Regions from separate parts of the Mus musculus genome. Here region 1 is linked to region 2. A link is a contact called in public Hi-C data. All regions are on one chromosome and are shown on one strand. The core of a region is the stretch at or near the end of the contact, and the rest is flanking DNA. Distances in the headings are between cores, read along the strand shown. Region 1 overlaps Tspan5 (tetraspanin 5). Region 2 overlaps Tspan5 (tetraspanin 5).

Region 1 (6,829 bases), core at 3,259-5,758, 150 kb after region 2:
TCTTCCCCCCCCCCCCAGCCTTTTTTTAAAGACAGGTCTCATGTATCCCAAGCTGGCCTCAAACTTGCTCTGTAGCCAAGGATGGCTTTTTACACTCCTGCTTCTTCCCACCCAAGGGTCGGGATTATAGATGTGTACCACCATGCCTGGCTTTCTATGGCGCTGGGGGGTAGAACCCAAGGTTTTATGTATGTGAGGCAAACGCTACCGACTGAGCTACATCTCCAGCCCCCAAATATCCATTTAAGAATCAGAGGGGGTGGACCTAGTGGCCAAGGAAAAGCCAATAGCATTTGAATTCTGCTGTCTAACTTGGTTTCCTTTCCCCCTTTTTTTTTTAGATTTTTGGGATATGCCTGGCACAGAATTTGGTGAGTGACATTGAAGCTGTCAGGGCTAGCTGGTAGACCCCTGCGACCACTGCTGTCAGACACTGGACTGATCCCCCCTCACTGACTGACCCTCTGTGCGCCGGCCGGCTGATGGCGGGCTGTAGAGGCCTGGTCACAGGCCTACAGTCTCACCTGATGGAGCTGCCAAGAACTTAACTTTCTGTGGGGGTAGAACTGGGAAATGCTGCTCACAGACGGAACTTGGAAAAAGAAAAACAAAACAAGTGCGCAACTTGCTGAGTCAACGTGCAGTGAATCTCTACTGTAGCCGTGGATTGGTGGTCGGATGGATGCTACCAGAAGGGGGAAGGGGGGAGGTTGGGCACGGCATGTACTTGAATTTTTGGAGAATACAGTGCTGTACACATCTTGGCTAAAACTTGGGCCCTTAGCCGTCAGGGCCAGGTGTCTTGAAATCTCTCAAACCCTTTGCATCTGTCCTCCAGAGAAGAAACCAGCTGCCCCCTGTGTTCAGATTCTGAGAGAGGTGGAGCGGGTCACGATACAGCATGCGCCCTTCATCCTGAGTTTGCCCTTAAGAGAACTGGGCGTTTGCAGTAAACTAGGGTGCCAGAGGCTGAGCTCCACATTTCCACAGGACTGCTCTTTCCTCTGAGTGGCCAGCCCGAGCCTGAGCTCTGTCAATGACATCCAAGGAGAAAATGAGGTTAATGAGAGACATTAATTAAACACTCCCTCACCCCACCGCACCAAACCAGTTGGGTTCTTCTGATATTCTGGAATACTCTGGGCTATGTTTTATGTTTTATTTCTTTTTTAATCGGTTGTTATTTTGGTTCTTTTTTTTTTTCTTTCTTTCTTTTTTCTTTTTGTCTCCCAAAGGAGGCTATGACACAGTTCTCTTGGTTTCTTATTCAGCTTGAATAGTAAGTTTTTGTAGACTTGTCACCTGCATGTACTGTAACCCCACCCCCACCCCCAAATCCACCATGTTCTTTTCAGAGAGACATTTGAGCGTGTTCCTTAGTGTTTATGTCCTAGGTATCCAGCCTTGAGTGGTTGTGGAGTGTTGTCCTAGCCGCATCTTTGTATGCCCCTCAGGCTCTCTGTCTCTCCTGGCATCCAATTCAGCTTCTGTCCATTCGCCATTGAGTGGTAGAAAAGCCCAGCTCCAAAGCAGGGTTGACACAGTCAAAAAGCATTTCATGAGGTTTTTCTTTCTTTTCTTTTTCCTCCCTTTTTGCAACTTTAGTTTTGTCGTATATTAAATAAAAAACCAAGCCTAGTATAGTGCATGTGCTCGCTGAGGTGACCTCGGGGTGGTTACAAAGCACAAATATTTGAGGGGCTGCGCCGAAGCCCAGCCAGGGTTCAGTGACGCTAGGTGGAAAACCACCTTCAGGTTCTTCTCCTGCCTCGTGCCCACTGGGAGGGTGGACTTTAGCCCCAGATCCCCCCACCCCCAGCTTGTGATAACCCCTGGATGTTGCTTTCACGGGGAGCAGATTTAGTTTGTGGGTTTGCTGGGAAGGCCCCAGCCTCTGCGAAAAGCAGCTCCCCATTGGCCAGCCAGCAGTCTGCGTCATGCAGCCCGGTTTTCCATTTCCGCAGCACGTGTGCGTTGCCGTGGCTGATGGGCGCTGTCTGCTCAGAGGGAGGTCAGGCACTCCTTGGGTTTACGTGGCTCTGCATGTTTGTATCGGTGTCTGTTTTTAGGTAGAGATAGTCATTCCATACGTGGATGCGAGGTCACGTGACTTCACCCCTGTCCATACCACAGCCGTCGCTTGTGATGTCCTTCAACATGGACACTCGTGCTCTCGGATTGGCACTTCTGTCTTCTTTATTACCTCATTCTCCAGTGAACTGCATCTGGCCAATTGATTCAGAATCAGACAGGATCCCCACCCCGTGGCACATCCAGTGAAAGCCAAAACACAAGCCCAAGCGAGTTTTAAATTTTAATCACCCTTTATTTTTTACACTCGAGAGTGATTGTAATAAAAGCTGTCATTAATAAACTCGGTTCTACCTTACATGGGATCACGTCGTCTTACTTTTTCTGAATCATTTCTCAGATGTAAGTTACTGTAAAACACTCTGGAATGTCTCCTTAAAACACAAAGGGCCGGGGCCAGGGGGACAGCTCATGTACAGTGTGCTTGAAACTTAGGGTTCAATCCCATGGCCCTGAAACCACCATCATTTCCAGAACTCCTACGGAGGTGGGTCAGGATGCAGCTTGAGGACTTGCACTGGTGAACTCCTAAGATGCTGATGAGACTACACATTGATTTTTAGAAACACCAATCAGTCCCGGAAGGGAGGGGAAATTTGTGGATGTAAGGGGCTAAGCCTCTGAGTTGCTAAACGTGGGCAGACACAGCAAGTAGGTGTTCTCTGTCTCAAGGACTGTCCTCTATTTGTTTCAGATGCCTTGGGAACATTACAAAACACAGATCCCAGACCCTGACCCTGCCATTCTGGTGTGTGTGTGTGTGTGTGTACATATACACGTACACATATACATATATATGCTTAAGCTTTATGAACATTTAATACACAGTGGACCTAGATAAAAGTTACAGCTTTTATAAGAAAGTAATTGCCAGCAGCCCCTGGAAACTGTCATGTTAACCTGCTGGAAAATACCAGCGTAAGTGTCTTTCTCTTGTGAAGTGTTACTGAAGGATACTTTTTAAGAACAAATGTAAGGAAAAGCTTCCATTTCACATAGCACTTTTAAGACCAGGCAGGACAGTGTGTCCTAAGACTTGAGAAAGGCCTCAAGAAAAGCAGATACAGAAAGCAGACCTATTTTGATTTTAAAGAAACTTGTCGGGGACTGAAGATGGGCAAGCCCTGTTGATGTCTCTTTACCTGATGCTGTGGGGCCTGGTTATTCCCTCCATGCTGTGGCCAGCAGCAGAGCGGTTATAGTTACAATGGTGCTTTGTTTACAAGGCTCAAAACTAGCAGAAGTTTTGTCCTTGCAAAGACCATGGACTTTGGGGAAAATTACCATTTTTAAAAAAAATTTCTATTGTTTACTGGTTCCCACAAAGATTGCTTCTGTAATATATACTTAAAAATTACTATTCATAAAAAAGAACAGTAAAAACCAGAACTTCTCATCAGAGAGTGGATGAAAACTCCTGTTTCTTTTCCCAGGGTATAGCCCCCTTGACATTTCTGTGGGTTCGCTTCCTGCCCCAGGTCCCAGGCTGACTCCCCTCCAGGAGCATCTTAGAAGTTACTCTGGTCTAAGCTTTTGCTTCTTCGGAAAGGCCTTGGCTCACTCTGGACTGGTGTTTGTGTGGGCAGGAATGGAATCATTTTGCAGCGTGTGGCTCTCCCAGCGCGCCTGTTTCCGGCTCTCTTGGAGAAGAGCCCTGGGAAGCCAGTGGGCGAACAATGGGGGTCGGAGCCCAGTGACCTGGCAGGCCTTCCCCAGCAAGCTTTGCCATTTATACATTGGTGCTTGCTCCTTCTCTTGGGAAATCTGTGCAGACCTCCAAGGAAGGACTGGGAACTTCTCCATAAACTCTGGCTACTGTGGCCAGGAAGCTGGAGCAGGGAACGGTAATTGTGAGACACTGTCAGCAAGTGGAGACTAATGTACAGCAAATGTAGCTGTAGGCAGGGCTGAGTTGTGACTTAGAGTGGAAACATGACTAGGGGCACAGTTATCAGATGTTTGGATCCAGGAAGCAGGGGACAGAAACTAAACTCTAAAGATACCAAAACCATCTTAATGTTCCCCTAGCCTTTAATTTTATTATTTTATTTTATTTTTGAGAGACTTGCCATAGCAGCAGAATCTATTACAGTGTGGCTTTTAAGACATTCTTGGTTTTCGGAATTAATTGGTTCCCTCTGGAGGCCTGCAGCTTCCTTTGTCCCAAGGTTGAGCCATCCCCTCCCAGTTAGACCGAGCTAGACACCCTGGTCCTTCATCTCCACTTCTAGAAACAAGGGCTAAAGTAAATGTACTTTAAAAGTCAGAGAGCGGGTGGAGACATAGTTTTACAAGGTATGCATGAGTTCCACAAAGAACCAGTGTCCAGCAAAACAAACGACCCATGTGGTCCTCACCTCCAAGAACTTCTGGGCCGATTAGGACAGGAAAGTTTTAGTGGCCTGCCCTCTAGTGTCAGCCACGGAGAACCACAGCTGGCTGGTGTTGGAAGGGAGGTTCCTTGCGGATGGATGCAAGCCGCATTCCAGCGTTGGGAAATGGATATGGGCCGAGGGCAGGTGTTTAATAAGAGTAGGTGCTTTCCTACTTCACAGTCCTGAAAGCTGGGTCTCGTTCTGGGAACCCAGGCACGGGACATCTTGTTCTCATCAATATCTGCGTTGGGAAATGGATATGGGCCGAGGGCAGGTGTTTAATAAGAGTAGGTGCGTTCCTACTTCACAGTCCTGAAAGCTGGGTCTCGTTCTGGGAACCCAGGCACGGGACATCTTGTTCTCATCAATATCTAGGTGCTGATCTTGCCACTGGCGTTTTATTACCTTGTTGCAGCAGGGTTTGGCAGGCCTGGTGGAAGCTGGCCCTGCCTCCTGTATCGTCTCAGATGCAGTTTCTAGAAGATGATATTCACTGCCACCAAGTGTTCACCAGCCACTCTGGGGGTGCTATGTCTTCCAGGCACCTATCATCCTAGTGGGGGTGGTATGATAAACGGCATCCCCTCTCAGAGCATAGAATCCCCACTGGAGGGGTTTGTGTGAGCCATGATCCAGGTCCTAAGCCGCACCTCTGGTCTTCAACACTGACTGTACAGGACAAAGGGAGCAGACTTTCCTGGACTTCCCGTTAAAACAAGACTGATTGAGAATCTAGTGGTGTTAGCTTTGATTTGAGAATTACTATCTCCTTTTTCGGAAATGGTCAAAGATTTCTATCTTGTTTTGGTCTTTTGCTTTAACACAAAAGGTTATCAATTAGCTCCAACAGGCCTGATAGTCCTTGTTCTGTATCTCGGGCTGCCTTCAAACTTGGAGCAATCTCCCTGTATCAAGCTTCCAAGAGCTGTGCCAACAAGCTCAGACCTTCTCGCTACAACCTTTGATTTTAGAGACGGGAGAAACCATGGCTTATACATGTTAGGAGTTTATCATGGGTTCAACTGTGTCTTTCAATATTATATTCCCTGAGATTCAAACTCAGGTCCACGGAGTGCAGGGAACCCTCCTGATAGGAAGCTAGCCTGAGGTTCTCATCAGCTGACTGGAGGCAGCTGACCACTGTGCGGTATATGACAACAGTCTGCTTTCTGCTCTTGTAATGTCTTGCTGAGTCCCAGTTTTGTTAAGATAGGCTCTTGGTGTATATCTTGGGTTAGTTAGCTTTCAGCTTGCTGTGTAACTCATGCTGCATTTGAACTCATTCCCCTGGCTTCCACTTCCCAAGTACTGGAATCACTGGTGTGCACCACTATGCCTGGCCAGTCTTGCCACCTTTTCTGGGGTATGTTAAATAAAGAATGCATTATTATATTTAAGATCATGGCAGTGCATTCTGTATTTAATCTTAAAAGCCACCTGCTACAATGATTAAGATCGCATCCATAAAATGATCGGTGCCTTCTGCAGTCTCCTTGTGTTGTCACCAAAACAACCCAGTAGTTCCCTAACAGTTGCAAGCAGCCACTGGGGCCAACAACCCATCTGTCCCTTGACCCCACAGCGTATGGTTGTATAAGTATATTCTACTCCAGGCACTGCTGCAGGCTCTCAGGAAAGTTTCAGAACTGTAAACCAAAGTGGAATTACCCCAGGCCAAAAGTCTTAAACTTGTTAAGAGTTGAACTACCATTTTTCCAGGGGCAAATAAGCCAGCAGTGGCTCTCAGCCTTCCTAATACTTCAGCCCTTTAACACAGCTCCTCATGCTGTGGTGACGCCAAACATTACATTATTTCCTTGCTACTTCATAACTCTGATTCTGTTGTTACGAATCACAATGTAAGTATCTGATATGCAGAACACCCAATACGTGACCCCCTAAGGGGTCTTTACACCCCAGGTTGAGAACCACTGCTAAAGGCTCCAAGAAGGAAGAGGTCTATGAGATAAGACCTGGGGCAGGGGCGGGAGGAGGAGCTTATGATTTCCAGACTCCGGGCAGGAAGGGAAGGTGTGGCCAGGGAAGGGTTGTAGGGGACCCAGCATGGGAAGGTAAAACTGGAACCAATGGGCAGGCAGTTGTGATTTCCTTCGCAATGAAGGCAATATGAAAAACAGAGTTTCCAGGACAATGTGACAGTGAGGAAACAGACTCACTATGTTGCAGAAATGTTTTAAAAAACAATTCGGAAAAAATTTGCTAGAATTGTCCATCACGGTGTGTTGTTAAAGGCAAAAATAGTAAAAGTTCCAGTACCCCATCCCCCCTCAAATAGTAACTACGCTTACCTCACACATCTGCCAATCAAGTGGGCAGATAGGTGGGAAGACAGCTGCTGTGGC
Region 2 (6,742 bases), core at 1,644-4,143:
AGAATCTTCCTTTGGGAAATTCCATGTTTAAGCAGTTTGCAAGGCCATATGTGTTTATGAGTTGAAAGTCACAGTTTCTGGAGGTGCCCTGTTTGTAGAATGTGTTAACATGTTTGTCTTTCGCGTATTCTGTTTCTTTAGAGTGCTGGGCTTGGGAAGCAGAAGTCTCCTCGACTTCTGAAAACTTGTGAACCCTTGGTCACTGAGTAGTTAGAGTTGAGGTACAAAGGGAAAATAATTTGGGGGTGTATCTCAGACTCACAGGAAGTCAACCTTAAATGTTTCTGCAGTCTGTCTTAGGAGGCTCCACCTTCTCCTGTTTACTTTATGGTTGAGTTCAACATGGCTTAAATCTTGTTATTTGATGCACTTTTAAGGAACAGGATAATTATTGTGTGCTTTTCTATTGGGAAAGCAATATAAAAACATGGATAGAATTTTGAAGTAAGGATGCTCATAATCCTAGTAATACTTTCATTGGGTTCAACTGGAACTGGAAGCTTCTATCCAAATGCTGAAAGCAGCAAACAACTGCACAAAACCAACCAACTACCCAGCCATCCAGCCAACCCACCATCCATCCACCCATCCACCCATCCAGACAACTATGAACCATCCATCTATCCATCCATCCATCCATCCATCCAGACAACTATGAACCATCCATCTATCCATCCATCCATCCATCCATCCACCCATCCATCCACCCATCCATCCAGACAACTATGAACCATCCATCCATCCACCCATCCAGACAACTATGAACCATCCATCTATCCATCCATCCATCCATCCATCCATCCAGACAACTATGAACCATCCGTCCATCCATCCATCCAGACAACTATGAACCATCCATCCATCCAACCCACCATCTATCCATCCATCCAGACAATTATGATCCACCATCCATCCATCCATCCATCCATCCATCCATCCATCTATCCATCCAGTGAGCCAGCTAGCCAGCCAGTCATCTTAGAGTTTCTCTCTAGTCATCCGTGAGGCTATGACTTTAGCCTCACTTTGAAGTGGATACTGCTACATCACTACCCTTTAAGCGTTTGTTTTGCCTTTACTAGCGTCTTCCCCCTCAGGACAACATTGAGAATAAGTGTTTTCAGCATACAGAGCAATGCCTTGTGAATAAACACTGGTTTCAGTCAACCAGAAAGAGGGAAAGAAAGGAAAATCAATAAACCTCCTGCAGGCATTTGAGAAACTGTGTACTTTTAAGAGAAGGAATGGCCAGTGATAAGGAGCTTTGCAAAACAATAGCTCTCATCTCTTCCTTTTTTGAGCCGCTGACTATGACTTTCTGTGCTGAACCTTGTAGCTGGGATTTCCTAGTTCTCTGTTGCCTTGGTTGTGCCCCACTTAGCTGGGGAATGACAGCCACTGTCCCTGTGACAGCTCAAGGGGAGCAGCTCTACAGCCTTCCTAGATTTTGAATGTCATAGCAGGAATCCTAAGGAGACCAGTGCTCCTTTGGTTCTGGCTCCTTTTGCTTTGCCTGCTGGTCTTGAGAATCAAGAGTGAAGAGCTGCCTGGGTGTATATGGCATCTTCATTTTTCCTTAGGTCTGCAAAATTTAACCATTCTTGGTATTCTCGCTGCATGCTTAGAGTGTTCTTCAATTGCTATCTGGTGAGAGTTTGAAACAGCTGTATAAGAGTTTGAAATAGTGTTTTACTTCTATTTTTCCTTAAGATGAAGAATCAACATTGTAGAAATGAGTGGAAGGCACCAAAGCGACCTGGAAATATCTCTTACACTTTTGTAAAATATATGATTATTTAGTTTAAATACAGACATGTGTCACTGATGGCTGTTAAATAGCAATTTCAATATTTGGATTGTCTTAAATATAGATATGTGCTGTCTTTTCGTAGATATGTACAGTAATTATCTGAATGACTGATATGTGACCTTTAAATATTTTTATCCATGTTAAGAGAATAAAATGTCTTTATCATAGCATACTATAACATTTCAAACTATATGGGACGTTTTGTTTATTTTTTTGAGACAAGTTAGCTCAGGCTGGTCTCTTAACTCATGGCAGTCTTTGTGTCACAGCCTTCCCAGTGACGGAATTATAGGCATGAGCTACCAGACTTGATGAAATGAAATCTTTTGAAGTTCAACATAAGGCTAGAGATCAGCTTCGATATTTACAGTGCACACAGGAAGAACCCTGTTGTGTTTCTCATTTGTAGATGGGTCAGAAAGTATATGTATGATATGTATAATCATCTCACCCTGAACTGTGGGAGATTGTTGCGTCACAGCTGGGGATAACAGCCCATTCTTTATTGCACCTTTCAAAACACAGTTTTAATTTTGAAGTTCCTTCCCATGGAATTTTCCTTCTCTTGCCCCGTTCTTTCTTTGACTTTAACTCCAGGATCGAGGAGGCAGGGAATCTTCTTAAGGGAGGCTAAACCCCTCTTAGTCTTCAAAATAAAAAGGCTAGCCTGCTGCAGACAGAATAGAGGATTGGGATTCTTTTGAACAGAAATGGCTGTGCAAATATTTAATCCGTTGTTCTTTAGTTGGTCTATTTAGGGCAGAGTACTGGAAGGAACCGTGCTTTAATTGGCCTTCTGCAGACCTGATTATGTAACCTTAAGACTTGCATGTTGAAAAGGACGTGAAAAATCCTCTAGTCTCTGTTACCTACCAGTCATCTTTCTGCAATCTCCTCTTAAGGATGGATTTTATTCTCCGGCTGTAAGTTATAAAACAGGGGACAGAGCTCTTTTTTTCTGGCAGCTTTTCATTTTATAGGTCTGAGATGCCCTCAGCCTTACTTGTAGGGGCAGTGTGCAGAGAGGACAGTCAGAGTCCCTGTGGGTTCGCTCACGGGTCAGGTTTTAGCCTGGCCAGTGGTGAGGATGTCTGTATACCATTTACACACTGATCTGGGGTGAAGGTGGCATTTGGCAGTGCTATTGGTAGGATGCCTGAGCGCCGAATCACCCGAGCTGCCAAGTCCCCGTTCTCTCACTCCATTTGGCTCGACTTGACAGTTTTGGCTCAGTCATTTTGATTAACATCAACCTTGCTTATGTTAAGTAACTATTCAGGTTATTTATTATGTATTACTCTCATGCTTTGGAATGAGCGGCCAAGAAACTTCTGCCTCATATGGACTCCATATGCAGCTGTTAAGTTAGCAGAAACACAATTAGTTGGCGCCTAAGCTGCATATTGAGTAGATTAGGCCGGATCGCACAGGCGTTGTTTGAGATTGTTGTCTCCAATATTTAAGAAAGCTATTAGGTGTTTGAGGATGTGGGGTGATAAAGCATCTCTGAGTTCACATATGTCCTGTTTTGTATTTTTATTATGGAGTGCAAATATCTGTGGAATCTTGGTTGTTTGTTTTGCACTGCTGAGCTCCAGAGAGGATTAAAAACATAGTCTGTGAAAAACAGACATCTCTTTATTTCCATTGTTCCCTCCCCATCCCAGGCTAGGCCGAGAATGTTGCAGTGGGTAAAAGACAGCCTGGGCTCAGATGTAGGCCCTGACACTCCTACCTGTGTGAGTATGTATAGGCAACATCTTTAGGGTCACCCCAGACACCAGCATGCTAAGGAGTGCAGGTGAACAGGGACTTCCAGAAAGTACCCCACTGTCACGGTGTGCTCTGGGTCTCTGTCCCTTGAGAAGGGTGTTGTCAGGTTTAGGATGTGTTCCCTGAAGGATGGAATCTGTCACTTTTCAAGCTTGCTTTCCATTGTCCTGCTCCCACGGAAGGATCTTGGAAGTCCATCCTTTTCCTTGGCTAGTAGATGGTAAGGTTTGGCCTGGGGACAGCTGCCACATGCTCTCACCGTGTCCATGTGTTGCGACGGTCTGCTTCTGTGCTGTCACCGAGCTTTCCTCTTACGTGGGGACCCTGTGTGTGCGCATTGTGTGTGTAGGTGCCCCGGCGTGCATGGGTGTGACGTGGACGTCATATCTCAGACGCCGTCCACCTTGTTTTCTGAGACTGGGTCTCTCCCTGGCATGGAACTCACCAGTTAGGTTGCACTGGCATACAAGACATCTCCTGTCTCTGCCTTGTGAGTACTGGGATTGCAAATGTGTACCACTGTACTTAGCTTTTTTTTTCTTTGTTTTTTTAAAGTGGCTTTTAGGGAATCAAACTTAGGTTCCCTATGTTTGTGTAGCAAGCGTTTTACCAACTAAATTATTTTCCCAGCTAGGGGGTCCTTTTGAGGCCATTTATATCCGCATTATAATTACAATTAAATATACATAAGTATGCCTAAAAACTGCTTAAAATATACTGAGTAATAATTATCCATTGAAATAATTTAATTAAATTTGAAGTAATTTTTTTTTTCATTAAGGAACAAAATAAGCATCCATTTGGCCCCCACTACAAAAAAATTGCTATACACAAATAGGTATGCTTATGAAATTACTTAGTTTATTAGCATATAATTCATCCAGATTATTACATTCTCTTAATTGAATTTACACTTGTATGCTTATAATTTTAAAAATAGTTTTAAACAAGAGGTGTCTACGAGCTGCCGAACATTAAGGGCTCTGGTATTTTTAGTTGTCTGAGAGGTAAAATTCTAGGTCTAAAGGGAAAACATGGATGCTATAGTAAAAGATAACTCTCCTGCTCTGTGCTGTGAGCATCTGCAGCAGAGTTTGGATTGATTTTCACCTTCTGAACTGTCATAGACGATTTCTGTTCCTTCCTTGACATAGGAGATTCCTGTAGCTCAACCCTTACCTAGTCTGAGGCCATCCTCTGCCTCTTCACAAAAGTTCTAAAGGTGAAAAAGTGGGCTGGGGAGGGAGATGAGAAGCCAAAGCTGAGGTTGGTTACCACACCGAGGGACGTGCTTGCTTCTTGGAGTTGTGTCTTGTGGATGTCAAAGCCCCTTTCCAGGAAGGGCCTTACTGTTTGCTGCCGTGATGGGAAGAGTGTATTGAGGCTCGTGAGAAGCAATGGCTGAGATTGGGAGCTGCAGAGGGATACTCATCTATGTTTGGAAGCCCACACAGGCATTGGGTGATTTCTTGGACAGCGTTCCTGGCGGTTGTAGTGAGAGTGAGCTTTACCTGGGCCATTGCTCTGGTTGTTCATAGGGAGCAGCCTTCATCCTTCAGACATGATGTAATGTCTTTCTCCAGACAAAGAGCAGCCTCTGTGGACAGTGGGGCCCCAGAATCCCAAACATTGCTCCTCAGCTATGATGCCTACCCACTGCATGGACAGCATTCACCTTTGACCTTTAGAGCAAAGAGAACCCAGGCCAGAATGATGTTCCTGCTGCCTCCTGTGCTCTGTATGGTAAGTCCTTAGTGCCTGGTCCAGAAATCTTTGTCGTCCTCTTCTTCTTCTCCTTCTCCTCCTCCTCCTCCTCCTCCTCCTTCTCCTCCTTCTTCTTCTTCTTTTTTTTTTCCTGAGACAGGGTTTCTCTGTGTAGCCCGGGCTGTCCTGGAACTTACTTTGTAGACCAGGCTGGCCTCGAACTCAGAAATCCGCCTGCCTCTGCCTCCCGAATGCTGGGATTAAAGGCGTGTGCCACCAACGCCCAGCTTCTTTCAGGGTTCAAAAAGCAGACGCCAGTTAATTTATTACCTTGTCTATGGGGTAAAGTCAAATCTAGACCTGTCTGGTTATCCTGTGTACAGCTTTTATACCCAGTTAGATGTGCTCACATAAGTCCTGCATAGAACATACTTACACGGGCCTCCTCCACAGAGAACATGGTTGGGAAGGCGAGGGTTGGTAGTGCCTCATAGCTGGTCAGGTTTCTTAGCGGCAAGGATGTCATCTTAGATACTTCTCTGTGTGTCAGTGTGCCTCCAGGCAAGCAAAGGAGACAGACCACAGTACCTTCAGGAATTGCGTCCTGTGTTGGATGAGATTGAAGCTGAGCCCAAGTGTGATTGATTCTTGGTCGTAGAAAAGGAGTCTGACACCAGGAGTGTGGGCAGCCCCTTCAGGGACAAGCTGTAGCCCATCTGAGGCAAAAATGCAGGGTTAGCCAGATGCCTGGCCCTTAAGAACAGATGGGAGTGTCCTAGCAAGGTGCTCCTACCACGAGGCAGCAACGGCCTGTCTTGACAGCAGTGGGCCTCTGATGAAACAGGGCCAGAGAGATCTCGAAATCTGTGTCTGGTATTTGTAAGTTGTTTTCAGGCACTCAGCCATGCTGTTGGAGAAGGCCTCAGAGCTCACCTCAGAGCTCACCTGAGGCACGTTAGGGACGAGTTGATGATTGATTCTCAGTCGCTCAGCTGGGCGGAGCCAAGGCTAGTCCTTGGTTCAGAGCAATTTTGAGTGCATTTCTTTGTGAGTTCTACATGCACTTGCCATCTGTACTGGGACTCTTCACCCCCCCCCCCTCGCCGAGAGGGATAATATATAATACAGGTTTAAAATGAAGACTTTAGATGCTAGATGGTAAGAGGTGCCCAGGTAGGAAACCTGATGTGGAATCTTAGTCCTATGATTTCCAGGATGAATCTTACAGGCATCTAGTCAGACCATAAACAGAAATGACATTTCGTTCACTTAATGATAGGTGAAAAATTATTCACTGGCTGTGGCTGCTAATTGAGGTCCAGCATGAGTCAGGCTAGAACTTAGGAAGTCAGGAACAGGGTAAAAAATAAGCATGGATCAGGAAGTGGATTTTAATAAGATATCCATGGGAGGGGGACCCTTGCTATGTGAGGGCTAGATAAATATGATGATTTC

The links. A called contact is a pair of places that touch in the nucleus more often than the background predicts.
Region 1: a contact with region 2 is called in a Hi-C map of beige adipocytes, with 4 times the contacts expected there. The contact joins two enhancer-like sites. A contact is called at or near these places in 19 of 484 Hi-C or Micro-C datasets (the HPC-7 cell line, the MC3T3-E1 cell line, the Patski cell line and 15 more), 5 of 115 datasets of contacts at active chromatin or transcription factors (CD8 T cells, embryonic basal ganglia, embryonic stem cells and 1 more) and 4 of 9 other capture datasets (adipose tissue, embryonic stem cells, liver and 1 more).

The regions. Positions count from the first base shown.
Region 1 is chr3:138,902,038-138,908,866 of GRCm38.p6, forward strand. Tspan5 (tetraspanin 5) reads left to right here. Exons shown (of 8, transcript NM_019571.5): 8 at 342-2,396. The coding sequence ends at 407. Among named protein-coding and RNA genes, the nearest start is that of Tspan5, 160 kb to the left of the region's middle. Within about 2 kb of position 4,509, at least 68 of the 459 cell types and tissues checked have an H3K27ac peak or open chromatin away from gene starts, as enhancers often do. A contact at or near this core is called in adipose tissue, beige adipocytes and embryonic fibroblasts, where this site is marked.
Region 2 is chr3:138,757,883-138,764,624 of GRCm38.p6, forward strand. The region is part of intron 1 of Tspan5 (tetraspanin 5); the gene reads left to right. Among named protein-coding and RNA genes, the nearest start is that of Tspan5, 19 kb to the left of the region's middle. Within about 2 kb of position 2,894, at least 69 of the 459 cell types and tissues checked have an H3K27ac peak or open chromatin away from gene starts, as enhancers often do. A contact at or near this core is called in adipose tissue, beige adipocytes and embryonic fibroblasts, where this site is marked.